Linked DNA regions of Mus musculus: all the other regions are linked to region 2. A link is a contact called in public Hi-C data. All regions are on one chromosome and are shown on one strand. The core of a region is the stretch at or near the end of the contact, and the rest is flanking DNA. Distances in the headings are between cores, read along the strand shown.

Evidence for each region. A called contact is a pair of places that touch in the nucleus more often than the background predicts.
Region 1: a Hi-C map of the C2C12 cell line shows a contact between it and region 2, with 2.2 times the contacts expected there. The contact joins two enhancer-like sites. A contact is called at or near these places in 1 of 15 datasets of contacts at CTCF or cohesin (the NIH/3T3 cell line), 2 of 484 Hi-C or Micro-C datasets (the C2C12 cell line and embryonic stem cells) and 1 of 9 other capture datasets (embryonic stem cells).
Region 3: a Hi-C map of the C2C12 cell line shows a contact between it and region 2, with 1.7 times the contacts expected there. The contact joins two enhancer-like sites. A contact is called at or near these places in 6 of 484 Hi-C or Micro-C datasets (the C2C12 cell line, cortical neurons, embryonic stem cells and 1 more) and 1 of 9 other capture datasets (embryonic stem cells).

The regions. Positions count from the first base shown.
Region 1 is chr11:57,090,145-57,092,924 of GRCm38.p6, reverse strand. The region is part of intron 2 of Gria1 (glutamate receptor, ionotropic, AMPA1 (alpha 1)); the gene reads right to left. Among named protein-coding and RNA genes, the nearest start is that of Gria1, 80 kb to the right of the region's middle. Within about 2 kb of position 1,429, at least 43 of the 459 cell types and tissues checked have an H3K27ac peak or open chromatin away from gene starts, as enhancers often do. A contact at or near this core is called in the C2C12 cell line, where this site is marked.
Region 2 is chr11:57,458,604-57,461,742 of GRCm38.p6, reverse strand. No RefSeq gene overlaps it. Among named protein-coding and RNA genes, the nearest start is that of Fam114a2, 58 kb to the left of the region's middle. Within about 2 kb of position 1,787, at least 7 of the 459 cell types and tissues checked have an H3K27ac peak or open chromatin away from gene starts, as enhancers often do. A contact at or near this core is called in the C2C12 cell line, where this site is marked.
Region 3 is chr11:57,139,301-57,142,058 of GRCm38.p6, reverse strand. The region is part of intron 2 of Gria1 (glutamate receptor, ionotropic, AMPA1 (alpha 1)); the gene reads right to left. Among named protein-coding and RNA genes, the nearest start is that of Gria1, 130 kb to the right of the region's middle. Within about 2 kb of position 1,443, at least 36 of the 459 cell types and tissues checked have an H3K27ac peak or open chromatin away from gene starts, as enhancers often do. A contact at or near this core is called in the C2C12 cell line, where this site is marked.

The DNA of each region.
Region 1 (2,780 bases), core at 180-2,679, 370 kb after region 2:
CTCTTTGGAACCATAAGCCCAAATAAACCTTTCTTCCATATGGTGCTTTGGTCATGATGTTTTATCACAGCAACAGAAAAGTAGCTAATAAAAAGATAAATATGTCACTTGAAGGTTGGAATTGACAGCATAATGTACCTTTTCCACTCTGCTGGGGAAGGCCTGAGGCAGCACAGAAAGGCTGGGCAATTAGGCAGGCATGGGAAAGGGAAAGGAGTCTGAAGCCTATCACCTGCCGAGAATCAAGAATCTCCACACAATAACTTAAGAGGCAATATTCACTTCATAAGGAGTTTCCAAGCAGGGCCGTTAAAATAGCATGGACCATACTTAGGCTCAAGCACATACAACCTGGGCTTCCTCCTAGTCCTGGTGCTTGTTTGGGAATCTAACAAACAAGAGTAAAGTTTCATTTACTGTAAAATCATCTTCCCGTCCTCTACAACTGAAATGGCCAAGGCTTTAGCCTACCCTCCCAGGAACCACCCAATGGTCTCATTTGCTGAACAAGCAAAGACGAGGACTCTTTGAGATGGAACCCAGAAATCACTAAAAACTACACATCGTGACTCTCCCTTGAGAAGACTATGTCCACATTTGGGTGTGTGCTCTTATTTCCCATGTTTCTATTTCTATGCACCCCCTCCCATCCTTAAATCTATGCAAAGCTTTTTATGTTATGAAACTTCCACTCCCTATACATGTGTAGCAGATGTGCAGCTCTGACTTCGTGTGGTTCCCTCAACAACTGAGCAGGGGGGTGTTCCTGAATCTGTTTCTTGCCTCTGGATCCAATGAGTCCATATTGGATATAATCCCTCTTACAATGTTGGAGAATCTCATAACCAAAGGTGGAGAAGCTCTATGGAACCTTCTAGAAACATTGCATTTTCTTGAGGGCAGGTCATTGGAAACCCCTGCTGTGTGGAATAGAGGACCCGCATCCAACCAGCTCCCCTAGCTACCTTGCACTTAGTCTTGGGTGTGTACTGATGACTGCCTGCGGAATGATCTAGAAGGAAAGCACAATTTAGAAATCAAAGTCCATTGCACAGGACAAAGAACTCTATCAACAGTGAAAGCCACTGTGAGGTTTCAACTGAAACCACCCAGCAGGGCTCTTGTGACACGGAGGACTGGCAGGCAGGAGGGCAGGAAGTGGTCAGTAGCACAGACTCCAGAGTCAAACTGCCTTGGAATTTCTCCAGCTTTGACCATTGCACACAATGCAAACTTGAGCACTTAACTCTCTGTGCCTGGGTTTCCTCTGTAAATGGCATTCTTGGTAATCTCTCTTGCATGAAGGTTTTGGGGGAATGAGCTGCATGATACACACAGCAATGTGGTTCCCCAGTGTTGGGTAAAGCTCACTGATTGTTAGGACCCTATTGTGTGGACTGAACCCACATCCATCCATAGGGCTGGTCTGGCAAGGAGGAGACATAGCAAGAGAATGAGCATATGCCCTCATGCCCTCCTGCTCACTGCTTTGTGAGTCAGTCATGACTCAAGAGCTCATGCGATCCAAAACAAATGCTCTTCCATTATATCACCTAAGGGGGAGGATGGGTTATGCATTGTCTACGGGGCCAGAGCTGCCTTGAGAGCCTGGAGGACACTGACCCAGAACAATTAATTCAAGTCCTCTGGGGACAGCCCTGCTTGGGAGTTGCAGTATTTTGCACAAAGTTAAGGCCTGCAGAATATAACTCAGGGGAGAGAGACAACAGGGAGAGAAGATTAAGAGGAAGAATTAAAAAGAGAGATGAGTGGTAGCCTGATATGGTGGTGGGTACCTGGAATTCCAGCACTGGGGGGTGGTAGCAAGATCATCAGCTCAAGGTCATAGTCAGAGATATTGAGGCCAGCCTGTGTTATAAAGGACTATGTTTTAAAAACAGTTTTTAAAAAAGAGAAAAGAAAACCAATCTAAGAAACAAGAGGTGGGTAGGTTGGAGTGCTAGGCAGGGCTAGGAGGAAGCAGAGTAGTGAGCCCTGACTAAGCAAAGCCTCATAGCTCTTGCCAAGCTTTGGGTTCTCTAGCTCCTAAATATTAACAAGCCATTGGTTCTTTTAAAGTAGGAAGGTAGAAGTGACCTTTCACCTTCAATTTGGGGAGCTGCTGATAACAAAACCAGGTTGGGGCCAGTGTGTAGTTGCCACATTTTCATAAACAGCCTCCCAGGCACACCTATTGAACAGGTTACCAAGAAACCACACGAGCAGCCAGCCCTAAGAGTGAGTAGGACCAAGAAGCCAACTTTATCTAAAAAGAATGCTGATTAAGGAATGACATTGGCAGCTGCCCCCTGACCCGGACAGGCACACACACACACACACACACACACACACACACACACACACACACACACACACAAGATACACACAAGATCAAGGACATAAATTTTGTCCCACTATTTGATGATGGCAATTCTAGTCACACATGGTAGCTGCCCACGCCTCCTGCCTCCTAGATACTGGCCTAGGAGCTGAGGATGTCCATGCTGCTAAGAAGAAAACTAGAGTCTCAGCAACTTCGGAGTGCTGGGAGGTCAACTCAAGCCTTTGGCCCTATAGTATATTCCCCAAAGACCACATAGATATCAGAGGATGCTGAGTTTTTGCTCTTACTGGAGTACTGGCCTAAAAGCTGAGAGCCACATGTGTGGATTTACCATACTGTAACCAAGAAGGGTCTTTCAAGGAACCATGTGTGTCACACTCAGTACATCCTCTCTTGAGTTGTGCCATTGGTGGCCCAGACGGTAAATAGCTGAAAT
Region 2 (3,139 bases), core at 538-3,037:
AACTTAAGACATTTCCCCACAGACATCCTCAGAGGCCGGCATCACCACCACCACCACTGTCACAACAAACACACTTATACAGTTCAAGAATCTGCCTAGGGAATGGTGCACCCACAGTGGACTGGATCTTCTCACTTCATTAATTAAGCTAGTCCCTATCAACTTGCTCACAGGTTAAGCCAATGCAGACAATCATTTATGGAGGCTCTCTTCTCAGGTGATTCTAGGTTGTGTCATACTGACAGTTAAGGCTAACTATCACAGCTTGAAAGGACAGAACACCCAGAAACATCTAACTTGGCTTTGAGTGGAATTTCTAGGTACTGACCTGACTTGGGGAGGAATACAAAAAGGGGGCTAAAACTGGAGGCAAGAAGAAAGATGTCAACTTTACTACCAGTGTGTCCTAAAATGCATTCCATGAGGTAACAATGACAATTATTACCACAACCATAATCACCATAACCATCATCACCAAAACTACCACCAGCACGAAACAAAATTACCACTACCACCACCATCACCACCACCACCACAACAGTGAAAGTATAAAGGGTTCTGTGGAATACATTAAGGCCATGTTAAATTATATTGATTTAAGCTGTTTTGAATCTTTATGTAAAAATGGTTCATAAGGTCTTTTGTTGGTGGTAGTTGTTCCTCTTTTGTTTTGAGTTTTGAAGACAGGGTCTCATGTAACCCAGGTGGCCTTAAATTCAGTACACACAGGCTGATTTTGAACTACTGATCTTCCTGTCTCTGCTTCCCAACTGCTGGGGTTACAGACATGACCCACCACACCTAGCTCTCATAGGATCTTTATGATGTCCACTGTTTACAGAGTTGTCTCAGGGGCCAGCCCCCCACCCCCTAAACACACAATGTTTCACACACATATGGGACCGAGGAAATGTCTTTTTGCCAAGCATCTGGTAGCATTGGCCTTTGGTAGTGGCCACTTTGATATTCACTAGAAAGTTAACAAAATGTGAGACCTAGAAGGACCCTTACTCTAGGTCATGGAGGGCGCTTAGCAGTGGGCGAGGTGATTACGCCCCTGTCCACATGTGCAAGGCTCTGGGATCCACCCACAGTGCTGCAAAAATGTTACCATATGTCTGAGGAAATTGAAGCCCATAAAGCTAACAATATTGGCCAAAGCTTAACAAAGCTATTGGTAGGAGAGCCAAGCTGGGGTCCAAGCCTTTTGATTTCAGCCTTCTCGAAGCTACCTAGCCATGCAATACTAGCTCCTAGGGAGGGACAATCAAGGAGACACCTAGCTTCCACATGGCCTGTGTGGTGAGTATCTTTGGTGGTGGTTAGTTCTGCTTAGAGGGCATGAACTACACTTAGCATCTGACCTTTTATTTACCTATTTTGAGGAAAGACATTTTGCATTTTAAATCAGATCCACAAATCCAAGTGTGTTCTCTGTTGCACATTTCTGGGTAAGACTGAAGGCCTCGGGGACGTTTAATCCGAGCTTCTGATCCATCTTCATTTGAACCATTCTGTGCTGCATCTCTTAAGTCGCCTCCCTGTCTAGCACCCTCTGAGTTTTCATCAAATCTCTCTTCCCTAGGAAAGAAGGTGTTTGGATGGATGGGAAGTCTCCTTTCCCCAAACCATTACACCTCTCCCAACTTACTCTAAAAAATTTCCCCCAAACCTATCCTGGAAATCATAAATGCCTTTCAGAATGGAGAGTATGTGTTGGAGAGCTGCCGAGAGAAGAGACAGAAACGGTGCAAAGAATCAGGCCGGGAGGAGCCGTGGGATGAGTCATCCCGGAAGGTGGCCAAGGGGTGATTTGGCAGTGCTGGAAGAGAAATGGCTGCTTCGAAGGCTGGGGATCAGTTACTACTCCAAGGAGAGAAAGTGCTTGAAGCTGAGGCTGCAGGAATTAACTTAGGAGGTAGGCTGGGGATGGTCTTAGGACATTAGAGAGCCCTGGAGAGGTAAAGAAAGGCCCCTGGCTGGCAGAAAAGCTTCGTTTCTGTTCTTCATTTCCTGTGAGTATGTGTGCATAAGTGTGTGCACAAGCATGTGTGTGTGAGAGTGTGTGTGCGTGTCTCTCTGTGTGTATATTGCATACACACGTGGAAGCCAGAGGTCAACATTAGATGTCTTTCTCAGGAGTTTTCCACCTGATTTTCTGAGACAGGTTCTCTAAAAGGAACCTGGGGCTCTTAGATTAGGTCAAGCTGCTCACCTCTGAGCACAGGGAATTATCTACCTCCCCAGTGCTGGAATGAAGGTGCTTAGATATCTAAACAAAGCAGAAGGAAAGATTACTGTGTATGCACGTGCCCCATTGTGTATGTGGAGGTCTGAGGACAACTTCCAAGGACTGGCTTCTCCGTCCACTATGTGAATCTTTGGGCTTAAAATCAGGTCATCCAGGTTTGGTGGCATGTGGCTTTTCACGTGGGTGCTGGTAATGATCTCAACTCCTCAGTTTCGCAGCAAGCACTGAGCTGACTGAGCCATCTCCACACCAGACTCTGCTGGCGTGGTGTGAGTGTATCTATCTGCTACCACTATTTTTGCGGCATGGGACCTGGGGGGGGGGTACTGCTCTGGAGACCTCGTGTTGCTGTTTATAAAGAGGAGCTGATCCCTAACCCCAGCATCATCCAGAGGACTGGGTACTCTGGGCTACGCTCCTGGGTGACCTAGGGGCTCATAAGTGGTAGTGCTTCCTATGGTGATGTGGTAATGAACTTAGTGCTCATGGCCAGAAATTTGCAGCTACTCTTAGCTCCCTGTCGCTCATCCTTATAGCCTCACTGGAGGGAAGCCTGTACTTGTCCATGACCCAGGATGCAAGGACCGGCTTCTCAGATGCACTAGAAAGGGCAATGTCTTTTGGAATTCTTGAGTGGATTTGCCCTCTCTCCATCATAGACCTGAAGACATCACTGATGCTGAGGTTGTTTCAAGGACCCAGACTGCCTAACATTGGGAAATAACTTCTCACCTGGGAACACTGCATGCATAGGGAAATTCCCCCATCAGTGGTGATGGGGGGGGCTCTCCTACAGAGGGACGGTACTACCACTGAACTCCATGCCTCTTGGATCAGAGAAGATCCTATCCGTTGGGGATGAAGGTCACAGCAGCAAACGAAACTTCT
Region 3 (2,758 bases), core at 194-2,693, 320 kb after region 2:
CTATGTGCTGTTTGCTGTTTCTTCTACTTTTTAATTTAGGTGTATATGCATTGTGGGGTGTGTGTGTGTGTGTGTGTGTGTGTGTGTGTGTGTGTGTGTGTGTAAAGAGGGCATCAGATCTCTGTGAGCTGAAGGTACGGGAGGTTGTAAGCTTCCTGACATGGTTGCTGGGAACCGAATATGGACACTCTGTTAGAACAGCAAGCACTCTTTTTTTTTTAAGTAATTTTTTTATTGCGTATTTTCCTCAATTACATTTCCAATGCTATCCCAAAAGTCCCCCATACCCCCCCCCCCGTACTCCCCTACCCACCCATTCCCACTTTTTGGCCCTGGAGTTCCCCTGTACTGGGGCATATAAAGTTTGCGTGTCGAATGGGCCTCTCTTTCCAGTGATGGCCTACTAGGCCATCTTTTGATACATATGCAGCTAGAGTCAAGAGCTCTGACACCATTGCATACACTAGCAAGCGTTTGCTGAAAGGACCCTGATATAACAGCAAGCACTCTTAAGGTGTCAGACATCGCTGCGGTCTCAACTTGTTAATCTTGTTCTTTCTCCAGCTTTCTCGTGGCAGCCAACAAACTATCTGCTCGGAAGGTTGGATGGGTCATCAACCAAGAAATTTACATTTAAAGTCCAATTTTACTACTTAGCAATCAGCATGTAGTTTTCAGTGTTTATTATAATGAATTTTTGTGATGCTCTTAAGAAAAGGGAGATTTCAGCCTTCTTGAGGGGTCAAATGAACGGACCTGAAATGAGTTCTGCAACTTCCTAGCCATGCAATGTTGAGTGAGTGAGAGCCTTACCAGCAGTGGACAGACTTACACATGCTTGCACATACTTACAGTCAGCCATCAGACTGAGGTCTCAGACACCTATGCATGAGTTAGGGGAAGGATTAAAGGACCTGAAGGGGATGGCAATCCCATAGGAAGACCAACAGCACCAAGTAGCCTGGACATGTGTAGCAGAGGACTGACTACCTTGTCTGGCACCAATGGGAGAGGATTCGCCTAATCCTGTAGAGATTCGATACCCTAGAGAAGGAGGGATGCCTGGGGCGGGGGCTGCTCTCTCAGAGGTGAAGGGGAGAGAGGATGGGGTGAAGAACTTTGAGAGGGGGAACATTGAGGGTGTAAATAAAAAACAATTTAAAAAGATCCCTTAGTTTCTTGAACATATTCATATATATCTGTGGAAAAAGTGACACGTGCTAAACACGTGCTTCATAGGAGAGGGATGTGTATGTCTACAATCTAGAGACCTAGGAAGGTGATGGCTGATGCAATGGGTAGGATCAAGACCACAGAGCTGGATGGCAAAGGTAGACCACAGTGAATATTTTCTAAGAAAAAAGCCAGTTGCTGATGACACACAGTGTCTTTGGGGCCTCATAGGCTTCCCGGTGCTAAGGAGAGAGGAACGATGTAAATGCTCTCAGCTGCCTGGAATGCTAAAGGGTTTTCGATTCCATGATGACTAACAGCAAGAAGAGGCAGTTTCTGGGAAAAGCAGAAAGGAAACAAAGAAGTAGAGCGGGGTGGGGGCTGGGAGTGAGTGGGGCGGGGGAGGAAAGCAGGACTCATAGCCTAGGAACAAAACACCGACTACTCCCCCCAGATCCAGACTGGTGCCCATCACATCATGTGCGTAGGCGTGTCTGATACGCACACACTGATTTTTGTAGGAACCTGAGGTGTGGAGGGAGGCGTCTTTCTGCAGAAGACAAATAAGACTAATGGACTGAAAGTACAGAGGGGGAGAAACACTCTGTCAGTCACTTTGGTTAAATGTGTGATGGCTGTGTTCGAAGATGCTTCCAGAACTGCTCCTGCCAGCGCACCGTCCTCAGCCACCTAGGCGCTTGCTTTGGTGCTGTCTTCTTGCAGGGGCTGCCTGGTGTGAATCAAAGAGAATCACATTAGGAAGAGACTGGCTGAGACAGCATGGTCTGGAACAAAAAATTTCACTGAGAGATGGAGATGGAAAGAAAAAAAGAGTTTAGTCCCCAAAGGAGGACTGACGGCAGGAATACTAATTTGCTGCAGCCTTCCTCAGCCAAAGAGTAGTGACTTCCTTGAAATTCAGATGCACACAAGACCATGAGGATCCTAAATAAGCCACTGCTCGTTGAGTCCAAGAGTTCTCTTTTGCAGCTGAAGGAATGGGGCTGATATTTAGGGATTTAGAAAGAAGGAATGTACAGGGTCCAACTGCAAATGTTTCCATGCTAATACCATACCTGGGAAGTTGTTTTGGGTTCTGCCATGTGAGGTTGCTATGTGAGGAAGCTTGCAGGGGATGCTGGGAGTTGGGGTGGGCATTCTCCTTGGTGCAGAGAGAGGGAAGGTATCCCCTTATGGTTTATGAAAGGTTCTTTTCTTCTGAGGAAGTATTAACCAGCCATTTGTCTTGTTCTCTTACCTGTTATCCTGTTTGTCAGTGGTTCAATAAGCCTTGTCTGTATTAAGGCCTGCAGATACTAGGTGGTGTGGACCCTAGGCTATTTAGGGTGCTTAACACAACCTTCTTAATGAAATATTCACGATGAATTACAGGGCATATCCCAATTATCCATTTACACCTAAAGACATATAGGCTGTGGAAGAATAGCTTGCACAAGGCTTCAGCTTGCAGGAACTTAGATGCAAGTCTGAGTCATAAGGCTAAGTGCCCTGGACCATGTTTTCTTATCTATAATATGAGAATGACCAATCACCTCCTCTTCAAAGTCTCATATTTCCAAAACTC